2 separate regions of the Ovis aries genome follow, and region 1 is linked to region 2. A link is a contact called in public Hi-C data. All regions are on one chromosome and are shown on one strand. Each heading gives the region's core, a stretch centred on a gene start, on an enhancer-like site or on the middle of the called end of the contact. The rest is flanking DNA. Distances are from core to core; before and after follow the strand shown.

What was found. Hi-C and Micro-C count contacts between places; a contact is called where the count stands out from the background.
Region 1: a Hi-C map of liver shows a contact between it and region 2, with 2.1 times the contacts expected there. The contact joins the promoter of CDK13 here to the promoter of MPLKIP in region 2. A contact is called at or near these places in 3 of 16 Hi-C or Micro-C datasets (blood, hypothalamus and liver).

The regions. Positions count from the first base shown.
Region 1 is chr4:82,734,603-82,739,838 of ARS-UI_Ramb_v3.0, reverse strand. It overlaps CDK13 (cyclin dependent kinase 13), which reads left to right and starts at 3,166. Exons shown (of 15, transcript XM_042249225.2): 1 at 3,166-5,236. The coding sequence starts at 4,164. It also overlaps the pseudogene LOC105615160.
Region 2 is chr4:82,578,455-82,584,033 of ARS-UI_Ramb_v3.0, reverse strand. It overlaps MPLKIP (M-phase specific PLK1 interacting protein), which reads right to left and starts at 3,082. Exons shown (of 2, transcript XM_004008001.6): 1 at 2,694-3,082; 2 at 1-1,742. The coding sequence starts at 3,032. The coding sequence ends at 1,542. It overlaps SUGCT (succinyl-CoA:glutarate-CoA transferase), which reads left to right and starts at 3,481. Exons shown (of 13, transcript XM_042249226.1): 1 at 3,481-3,613. The coding sequence starts at 3,514.

The DNA of each region.
Region 1 (5,236 bases), core at 1,917-4,416, 160 kb before region 2:
TAAAGGAGCAGCAATGTTGAAAGACACTGCAGAAATTCTTAGTTACAAGGAAGATTCTGGAATTACAGTGCATGACCTGTCTGTGAACTGTTTGTACCATCAGAAGCATGAATGGAAGAACTGGAATTTTAATGATTTTATGTAACATTTCTCAAAGGTTTTGATCTGAAGATCCCTTTACACTTAAAAATTTTTTTGAGCACCACAAAAAAGCTTTAGTTTATATGAGTTATAGCTATTGCTATTAGAAATAAAAATGGAGGCAATTTAAAAATATTCATTTAGGGAATTCCCTGGCAGTACAGTGCTTAGGACTCCACACTTTCACTGTCAAGCGCCTTGACTGGACCCTTGGTCAAAGAACTAGGATCCCTCAAGCCACTCCATGTGGCCAAAAAAATTATTTTTTTCATTTAAGATGACTTCATCATATATTAAAACAACATATTTAAATGAAAGAAACTATTTTTATAAAAGAAAAACTGTTAGAGGGTTCATGTTTTACCTTTCTACAGATCTCTTTTTTGACTGGTTTAATAGAGTTGAATTTGTCGCAATATGTTATGGTAGAAAAGTATGAATAAGATACACTGTTGGAAAAGTGAGGGAGTATTTTAATAGCTTTTCTAGATAATTATGGTTATTCTTTGATACTACACCAAAACTCCACAGTAGTTTCTTAAAGGTTTATTATAAATTGAGATCTGAAATCATATCAATCAACTTTTTGTTCTGTTACATTAAAGCTTATCAGTCTGTTCTGCACTTTGAATGAATCTTTAACTCGTGATTTTGTAACATCATCCATTATTCAGTTGGAAAAGTTTCACTGAGTTGGGCAGATATTTCAAATGTTCACACATTTCAGAAACCTAATACTTAAGAACATTCTAGAAAACATATGACACACATTCTATTAGCCATCAGAATGATGGTATCATCACATGTCACGTTGCCTCTGGAAAACTCCATGGTGGATTTGTGAAAAAATGAGTATAATAAAGACAAATCATGTCTTATTATGAAAATAGTTTTGATTGCATGATTCATTGAAAAAGTTTTAGTTTCAGGCCACACTTTAATAACAGTTGAAATGGTATGATATGAGCTATTAGATAAGGAAAACAATTAAAAAAAACTTACCACTTCCTTTTCTCTTTTAAAAACCAATAGACAATATGACATAACACACAAATAGTAAAAGGCTAAAATATAGCCTCAGGTGGCAATTGCAAGTCTCTTCACAATGAAGGTAAGTAGACAAGCTTGCAGAAACATATGACTTGTAATATAAAGGTCTTTCTCATTTTTGGGGAGTTTGAACCCTGCTAATCATTAGCATTTCAAAGCATGAGAGTAGCTCTCTCTGGGGACCTCAAAGTGCTTCACTTCTTGGTCTTCTCCCCACTTCCCCTCACCCCTACCCCTGCCTAAGATGGATCTTCGCAGAAACAAACAGGGTGGCAGAATAATACTAAAAATATTTTAGTACATGTTTTCTGTTTGCAACCTAGATTGGAAGCTACTCACTTTCTACGGAACAAGTTTTCTTTGCAAGTATAGAATAGAAGATGATATTCTTAAATGAAATTTGTTGCATGTGAGGAACCGCTAGATAAACCTGTTTTGCTCTCCTTGTTCTATTATTCCAGGGCTTTCAAAGTAGGATGATAGTGCAGGCTGATCCTAGTTTTTGGGAAAAGCTGCTTGCTAACTAGTTTAGGCTTCAGGAATACTGAATTCATTCAGCAGTACTGCCAAGGAGAAACGTTTTTTAGGCGCCTTGCTCCTTACTATTCAGTTGCCCAATGCGCTTACCACATCCTTCTGGCTACATGGCAGGACCTACTGTGTGGTCTCCTAGGAAATGAACCGATTTCAAGATTACCTACCCTTCAGCAAACACCTTTTGTACTTTCTTTTAGGTAAGTCTGATTTTATCTTAGATCAGTCCAGACTCAGATACAGTGTTAGTGTCAAATCAATTAAAATTATTTACACTAAAGCATGAATGAAAGGCGGATATCAAGTGCTCAAGAACCAAGAACAAACTGATGGACTGAACAAATAAACTTGGAAAGGGGTGACTACTTGTGGCCACGACGCAGTACTCAGCTTTTCTTTGCAACCATAATAAAAGCCAGTTAAGATATAGCACAGGGAACTCTACTCAATACTCTGTAAACACCTGTGAGGAAAAAGAATTCTTAAAAAGAATGTATGTATGTATACCGGATTCACTTTGCTATACACCGGAAACTATCACAACAGTGTGAATCAACTGTATACTCCAATTAAAAAATCCCCCCAAACAGTAAGTCATTTAAGTTTTAATCTCATTGTCTTAAGTACCCAGGCCATAACTGAAAGACAAGGCTGGTAATGCAATGAGACCTGAGATCACTAAATGGTTATGTTTTGCAGACCCACAGATTTAGATAGTTAAGGTGAAACAGGGTGAAGTGACAAGATGACAACTCTCATTTGAGCAGGGTGTTTTGACTTCAAGGCCGTTGGTAGTAATTCTGAGACTCTCTTGACATTTCCTTATTCCTCGTATTTGTTTTTTTAACTTCAGCACTATGAAAATTCCACACTGATTTACAACTGTTTTTAGGTTAAGACGGGGCCTGGAACTTGGATGTACATGACATAGTTTAAGCTAATGCCACCTCCACCCTCTTTTGCAGGGCGCCCTCTCTTCCCTTCTCGCAGCGTTCCAACTCCCGGGCTTGGTTGAGGGTAGACGACGGGGTGACTACCCTGCCCCAAAAGCCATTAAGGGCGTATTGCTGAATCTTCAGATTCTCGCTCTCGCCATGACCTTTCAACAAGCAAGCGGTACGGCGCCTGCGGTGATCCGGAGTCGGCAATGCGCGCTGGATGCAAGCAACAGGCACGACAGACGTGCCATTACTGTGATTCTCCAGCGACAGCCGTAGGCGACACAGGAATCTTTCTTTAACCCTTCTTCACACAGAGTCCCACCCTCACCGGAAGTGAAGCTGTCTCTTCGTTATGTCACTTCCGGCCCGGAGCCAGCCGCTTGGCGGAAACGAGCACGTCTGTGCGCGGTAACTTTGTTCCCGCCTCCTTTGCCCCTGACACCACTCACCTTCGGCTTTCTCGGAGCGCGACGTACGTGCGCGCTCCCGGCCTTGCGTCAGGGCCGAGGGGAAAGGCCGAAAGAGCGAGGCTGGAAGGAGGGGTTGCGGAGGTTAGGGCCCAACCAGCAAGTCCCGTCGTCCTTCCTCCTCCTGACGAAGAGCGGAGAGGGAAGGGGAGGAGCGAGCCAGGCCGGCCGCGCACTCTTGGAGCCTCCTCGTGGAGGGGGGCAGCGGAGGAAAAGGGCAGCACCGCCACCTCTGCTCGCGGCGGCGGAGGAAGAAGAAAGTCAGGGCCCCTACCCACCGCCACAGACTCAGAAACGCCCCCCCGCCCCCATCTCCCCGGAAACAGCCCCCCGCCCAGCCCCGCACACTCGCTGCCCCAACCGTGAGCCGCAGCCGGGTCGCCCCCGCCTCGCCCCGCCCCGCCGCCCGTCCCTGCGGGCAGCAGAGTGCGCGAGGCCTTAGGCCGGGAGTTGTTGTCAGGCCCAGGCCACTTCCGAGGCGCCCGCCGTGTGTCGCCGCCACTACAGGAGGACGACGTCGACGCTGAGAAGGAGGAGGAGGCGGCGGAGGCGTGTTGTTGTCTCGCCCACTCCCCTCCCCTGAACTCGCACCCAACGTCAGGGCGCGATGAAGTGAAGCGGCGACGAAGGTGGTACTTCCGCGTTGCGCTGCCGGAGCCGAGAGCGCAGCCGAGGCTGCTCCCCCACCCCTGGGGGGCACTTGGAGGACTCCGGACTCCCCCGCAGGTCAGCGCCCGGCGCATCTGGTGTTTTTGCGGCTGAAGCTAGGACGACGAGAGCGATCGGGGGCTCCGCCGCCGGGATTTCTGCTGCCCTCGGGCCCGGAGGCCGCTACGTACCCCACTGTGACCTGGAACCCAGGGACCCAAGTCCCGATCCGGATTATCGTGGCGCTTCTCCCGGACGGCCCTGGTGCTCGGTGTCCCTCCGCCGCTGCTGCCGCCGTTCCCGTTTCCGGCGGGGGAAATGGCCAGGATCTGACCCGGGAGGAGGCCGCACCCGCGCCGCGCTCTGCGGCGGGCTCTAGGCGATGCCGAGCAGCTCGGACACGGCGCTGGGGGGAGGCGGGGGCTTGAGCTGGGCGGAGAAGAAGTTGGAGGAACGCCGCAAACGGAGGCGATTCCTGTCCCCTCAGCAGCCGCCGCTGCTGTTGCCGCTCCTGCAGCCGCAGCTCCTGCAACCGCCGCCGCCCCCGCCGCCTCTGCTCTTCCTGGCTGCTCCCGGCACGGCCGCCGCCGCAGCCGCCGCCGCCGCGGCCTCCTCCTCTTGCTTCAGCCCGGGCCCCCCTCTGGAGGTCAAGCGGCTGGCGAGAGGCAAGAGGCGCGCAGGAGGGCGGCAGAAGCGGCGCCGCGGGCCCCGCGCCGGGCAGGAGGCGGAGAAGCGTCGGGTCTTCTCGCTGCCCCAGCCGCAGCAGGACGGCGGTGGCGGTGCTAGTAGCGGCGGGGGTGTGACCCCGCTGGTGGAGTACGAAGATGTAAGCTCCCAGTCCGAGCAGGGGCTGCTGCTGGGGGGGGCCAGCGCGGCAACGGCGGCGACGGCTGCCGGGGGAACGGGGGGCAGCGGCGGGAGTCCGGCCTCCTCCTCCGGCACCCAGCGTCGCGGGGAGGGGTCGGAGCGCAGGCCCCGCCGGGACCGCCGCAGCAGCAGCGGCCGCAGCAAGGATCGCCACCGCGAGCACCGGCGGCGGGACGGGCAGCGCGGCGGCGGCGAGGCCTCCAAGTCCCGCAGCCGCCACGGCCACGGCGGCGAGGAGCGGGCCGAGGCCGGCAAGAGCGGTAGCAGCAGCAGCAGCGGCGGCCGGCGGAAAAGCGCCTCTGCCACGTCCAGCAGCAGCAGCAGCCGCAAGGACCGAGACCCGAAAGCCCATCGGAGCCGGACTAAATCGTCCAAAGAACCGCCTTCGGCCTATAAGGAGCCGCCCAAGGCCTACCGGGAGGACAAGACCGAGCCCAAGGCCTACAGGCGGCGGCAGCGGTCCCTGAGCCCGCTGGGAGGTCGGGACGACAGCCCGGTGTCTCACCGGGCCTCGCAGGGCCTGCGGAACCGCAAGTCTCCCAGTCCGGCGGGAGGTGGCAGCAGCCCCTACTCGCGGCGGCTGGCCCG
Region 2 (5,579 bases), core at 1,833-4,332:
GAGGCACAGAGAAGTTAAATAACTCACCTAACTAGTCTGCCCCTGAATTTCTCTATTCCACATCTTTCAGTATAGTATTAGAATATAGTAACAGTAGTAGTCCTGAGTCTCATGAAGCTTTTATTAATCTAAATCCTTCCCTTATTTTCTGTTTTGCCTCTGTGAAAGACCTAACATACAAATAGAACTGGTTACGACTCAAATAACTGGTGTGACCATTTCACTTTTAGAAGTTTCTTTCTGGGAATGTTTAAACAAAATTTTAATGAGCTATACTTTCATCTTATTTTGACCCCCAAATACCTAAAAAACTGGAAAGTTCTAAGAGTTTTGTTTAAACAGTTGGGGAAAATGAAAATCCCTTTATATTTTTCTCATTACCATAGGCATAGTGAAAGTGAAAGTGAAGTCGCTGAGTCCTGTCCAACTCTCTGCGACCCCATGGACTGCAGCCTACCAGGCTCCTCCCTCCATGGGATTCTCCAGGCAAGAGTACTGGAGTGGGTTGCCATTTCCTTCTCCAACCATAGGCATAGAGCATTCTGTCCTTTGGAAAACCTTTCTTTAGTCCCGGTAGGCCTAGTGGGTGTAAAATCATGGGACTCTGCCTCATTCTAGGGATGGGTCCATGTTCAAATTTATTATGCTACACCACCTTGATCATAGTTATTGGATCAAGACTACAAAAAAAGACCAAGCATGACCAATCTGTCTTCACTGGGATTGACAAGAGTTGGGAAATATTCTCTTCACAATGGAAGTGATTTTAGACTGCTGATAGCCATCTTCCTAGACTCAAGAGAAAATGATTCCACAATACTGGGAGATATGGAGTAGAGAAATTCAGACACAGAATTCTTTAATCTAGCTATGCAAGAAATAGGTCCATCCTTGCTTTTTTAAGTTAAAGGAGTATAAAGGCTAAAAATAGTTTTAAATTTAAGCTTAAGTGGGTTTCTCTTTTTCTACCAAGTTTCAATGCATTTTTACAAAAGCATTACATAAAATATGGACACAGAACAATGGTTATAATATGAATAGAAATTTTTTTTTATTCTTTTCCTTTACTCCCTTTCCCTATGAACAAATATATAGACCCGTCTACAGCACAAAGTATGGTCTATTTTCAAAAGCAGTATCCAAAATATATACTTATGAATTCTAACTATGTGATTACAAATCATTATTTTAATAATTCTTTTTTAGCATATGACAAAAGCACAATATAGCTAGAAAGACAAACTGCTTTATTTTAAAACATTGGAAAAAAACATTAAAAGGCAAATGTCCATTATATAACCAAGAATGTTAAGCATTTGGAAAATGTCAATCTTCTAAATTGTGGTAGGCACTTCCAGAGAGCTAAATATTGCAAAATTATCCTACCATGTCTTCTGTAATACCAAAAATACTTGATATGATGAAACACACAACTAATTACCCAATCAAAGTCACCATGTTAGGTTTCAATTTAATTACAAGTAAAAGTTTTGTCCAAGATGTTCCTGACACATGAAGCGTCCAGTTGAATTTCAGAAATGTTAACAAAAGTATCTTCCTTTTTTGCCTGTGAATGTTTGCGTATTGCTGTATTGTTGGCTTATATCCACTACAGATACTGGTTCTAGGCCAGCCCAAGGGTCTTCAAGCATTGAAGGCTTGAAATAACTCTCCAACTCATTAGACATTCTCTTTTCTCTACCACGCCCTGATCCAAATGGTGTAGATGTCCTTGGAGAACCCTTTAGGAAAAAAATCATTTGTTAAAGACATTTAGCAGAGGTAAGAGTGGAACTTTTTCTTTAGCGGCTAGTGGGGGGTCACACTGCTAGTTAAAAGTTATGTCTGGAACCCAGTTATGTTCAGTTTCAAAGTCCATGCTTCTTTTAATCTAGTGTTTTTAAAAAGTAAACCAATTTGATATACTTATTAATAATTTTATGCCCACTGTCAGTTCAAATCCTTTTGGATTTCTAATGTGATAACTTTGCCAAATGAAAAATTGATGATGAAATAACTGTAGTTTTCTCTCAGTTGTTTCCCTACTTTTTCTGGAGACAAATTAAAACTTTTTTTACCCTACAGCTTCAAAATTTCTAACCTTTCCCATCTCATTAGCTGCACACTCAAAGAGGTGTTTTGGTTTAGCATAAAGTTGGAAAACTACTAAGCACATTTAAGTTGTAAACCACAGAATCCTAGAAACACTACAGAGACCTGGAGTAGAAGCCTGTGTATTCGGAAAACCAAGGTCAAAAAAAAAAAAAAAAGTGGAAGAAGATAAGAAAAAGGTGCCAACAGTAGGGAGATGGCACTAGCCTGTAGCTCTAGAGAGACGAGCTCTACGCTAGGGATTCATTCGCTATTTTTCCCCCTCGGAGAGCGAGGACTCGGCATAGTTTACTGCAACCAACGGGCCATGCCCCTGACAAAGGAGAGGGAATTAGGGAAACCTGCTGTGCACAAGCGGCACTGTACTGGTGAAGAGCAGGAGGGCTCCAGAAACAAGTCGGGCTCTGCCACTTTGTAGAACATTCCAAAGAAAGCTACACTTCTCTGAGCCTCAGTTTATTCACCGGCAACACAGGGCTAACGACAGTATCCCACCTCATAGAGGAGTCAAAATAATCCACGTAAAGGGAGTACCACGCCTGCCATACAGTAAGAGCTCGGCAAACGCTGGCTATTATTACCTGGGGGTGGGTCTGCTGCTGCCCTGGGGAGTAGCCGAATTGCTGCTGGGACCCCGCGGGGGACTTGGAGTAGTTGCCAGGGTAGCCGCCAGGGGACGGAGACCCGAACCGGCCCCCAGGGAAGCTGCCGCCGTGTCGCGGAGAGAGGCCGCTCCCGTAGGGCCTAGATCGGGGCCCGTACGGCGGCGTGTGGTGTGGACTCCCGTACCCGTCCCGCGGGGATGGCGGCCGCGGTCCGCCTCCGCTCGGGGTACCCCGGAAGCTGCTCCCGTTACCCCAACCTCCTACACCCGGGCCGGGGTAAGGAGGAGTCGGGGGTCGAAAATTCTGTCGCTGCATCTCAGCGGACGACGACAAGGATCTCACTGGCGCGTTCTCCTGCCGGAACTGTCGCGAGCAACCTTTCACTTATACTTGGCGGTCCATCACCAAAACACTCCTCCGTCCTCCAGCATAATATAGCACATTGGTTCCGGCCTCACAAAGGTTCCGCTACGGCGGTGGGATAAGTAGGTTATCGAATTGGGTACAGATTGAGTTAAATGAAGGAAGGAGCGGGGAAAATGGATAAAGGAAAGGCCAAACACCGGGGAAGCCCCAGCAATGGCCTTTGAAGTCTCGCGGGCTTTGGTTGGGACTGACCCACCGACTAGACGCCTGCCCAGAGCCGGGGGGGGGTGGTTCGGAGGGCTCGGCCGGGCTGAGCCTGGCCCCTCCCACCTGGTGCCGGGAGAGGGCTGAGTTGTCCGCGGGCGCCCCCAGTGGTCGCGCGAGCGCTGAGTTCTCCACTCCGGGAGCCAGGATTTGTGAGTGGCGCGCAATGCTGGCATCGCTGGCGAGGGTCGCGGCTCTGCGGAGAACCTGCCTTTTCTCCCGCCGGGGCGGCGGGACGGGGCTATGGACCGGCCGCCCGCAGTCAGGTACCCTCCGAAACTCGGTCCAGGCGGCGAAAGAGACCCCAGTCCCAGCCTTCCCACTCAGGCGGCAATCTGAGCAGAGAGCGCTGCGCTTTCCTGTAGTATCCGCTGACCCCGTCGCCTGCCCTCTGACCTTTCGCGTCTCCCCAGCGCCCTGGCTCCACGATCGCCGGGTGGTCACCCTGCCCGACGTTCTGGTCCCGCTTCGGCCCCCGCGCGGTCCTACGGGCGGACTCGCCTTTCTCCCTTACTCATCCCTCCTCGTCTCCCATGTTTAAATAACTTGGAAAAGGTACCCCCCACCCCACCCCCGCAACCAGCTGCATTTCAGAAAGGATTTCAGACTGCGTCTTTAGATAACTCGGGGGTGAGGCTGTGTTCGCAGATGCCGGACTTTATTCCCTTCCTTGTTCTTGTTAAATGCAGTCGAGTAAGGGAGGTGGTTAGGAAGCAGAGATGCTGATTTTTAAAACGAACATTTGTCCAGAGCTCTTAAAATAATGGCCATTACACAGACCTTTGGTTATAAAGAAAAATGTGATCATTCAAGAAATGACCCCTAAGGTATAAACACACCTTTGAACCGAAGACCTGGCTCAGGATTTTATTTAGAAGATGAAATTTGGATTTATTTCAGTGTTCTGAAACTGTCTTGACTCTCCTTCGAATTTGGGGATGAAAGCCTACGGTGAGCCTTGAAATCAGCTTGTAGGAAAAAGAATCTTAGAGAATTTTAGGACTCATTTAATCATAGCCTAATGGATAGCGTGGGCCTGTGCCTTTCAGCCTATGAACATTCTTGCAGCTTCCACTCCTTACTGTCCGTTTGACGTATTCTGTGGCATGTGGCAAGCTGAAGAATGTTGTTTTCTTAGCTTCTATCCTTGATGATTGGAGAAACAGTTTTTTTTGCCATTGTTTGAAAGAATTTGGTTCTTCATTTCTCGTTTAGACACAAGTTGTAGAATCAATCAAGGCAGGGTAATCGCGTTGAGGCTTTGTGATGCAATTAAGGTCTGAGGATCCTGCCAGATTACCTTCTTTAAACATACTTCTATCCTAGTGACTTCCCTGGTGGCTCAGACGGTAAATCATCCGCCTACAATGCGGGAGACCCATCCCCGGGTCATCTGGAGAAGGCAATGGCATCCCACTCCAGTACTCTTGCCTGGAAAATCCCATGGACAGAGGAGCCTGGTAGGCTACAGTCCATGGGGTTGCAAAGAGTCGGACACGACTGAGCAACTTCGCTTTCTTTCTTTTGCTGTCCTGTCCAGAAATTCACCTTCCTGGACATTGTCTTTGGCGCTTAGTTTAATGTCTGGTAATTGGGGTCTCAGATATTTATTGAATGAATGAGTGGGTCACATCATAACCCACATGAGTGGGTTAGTGAGTCTCACTTGTAACACCACCTTAAATGTCATCAACCAGTCTACCTCTTGGTGGCAGGGCGCAGAGAAATGAGGGTGGCAGGGACCAAAATTACCTTTGTTAATATTTAAATAATTAGCAAATGATTTATTGAATTGAGTGACGTACTGTAAGTTGTCTTTTTACTTAGCTTGTACTTCTGGAATGTTCTTCCCTGTAGCGATATCTTGCTATCTTCCACACGTATGAACTTGTATTAGAAACAAGAAATAAAGTGTGAAATTTTTGACCAGTAGAGTATGTATGACATTGTGCTCTTCATTATGTTTTCGGGTATTAATATATAGGAGGAGTGAGGGAAAGCACATTCTTAAATTGTATGAAAACTGCAGATTCCACTTGAATCACTTCTGAGTATAGGCAATTTGCCTTTTTACAGATGAGAAAGATTGTCCAAGAGAAATTAAGTGACTGAAACGGGAATCTAACTTCTTGTTCGTGGAGTCGAAGAATGGAATCCACGGACATGCAGACACTCATGGTAGCAAGCAAATAGGATTTATCAGAAAGGAGGAAAGTACAAAGCTCTCAGCAT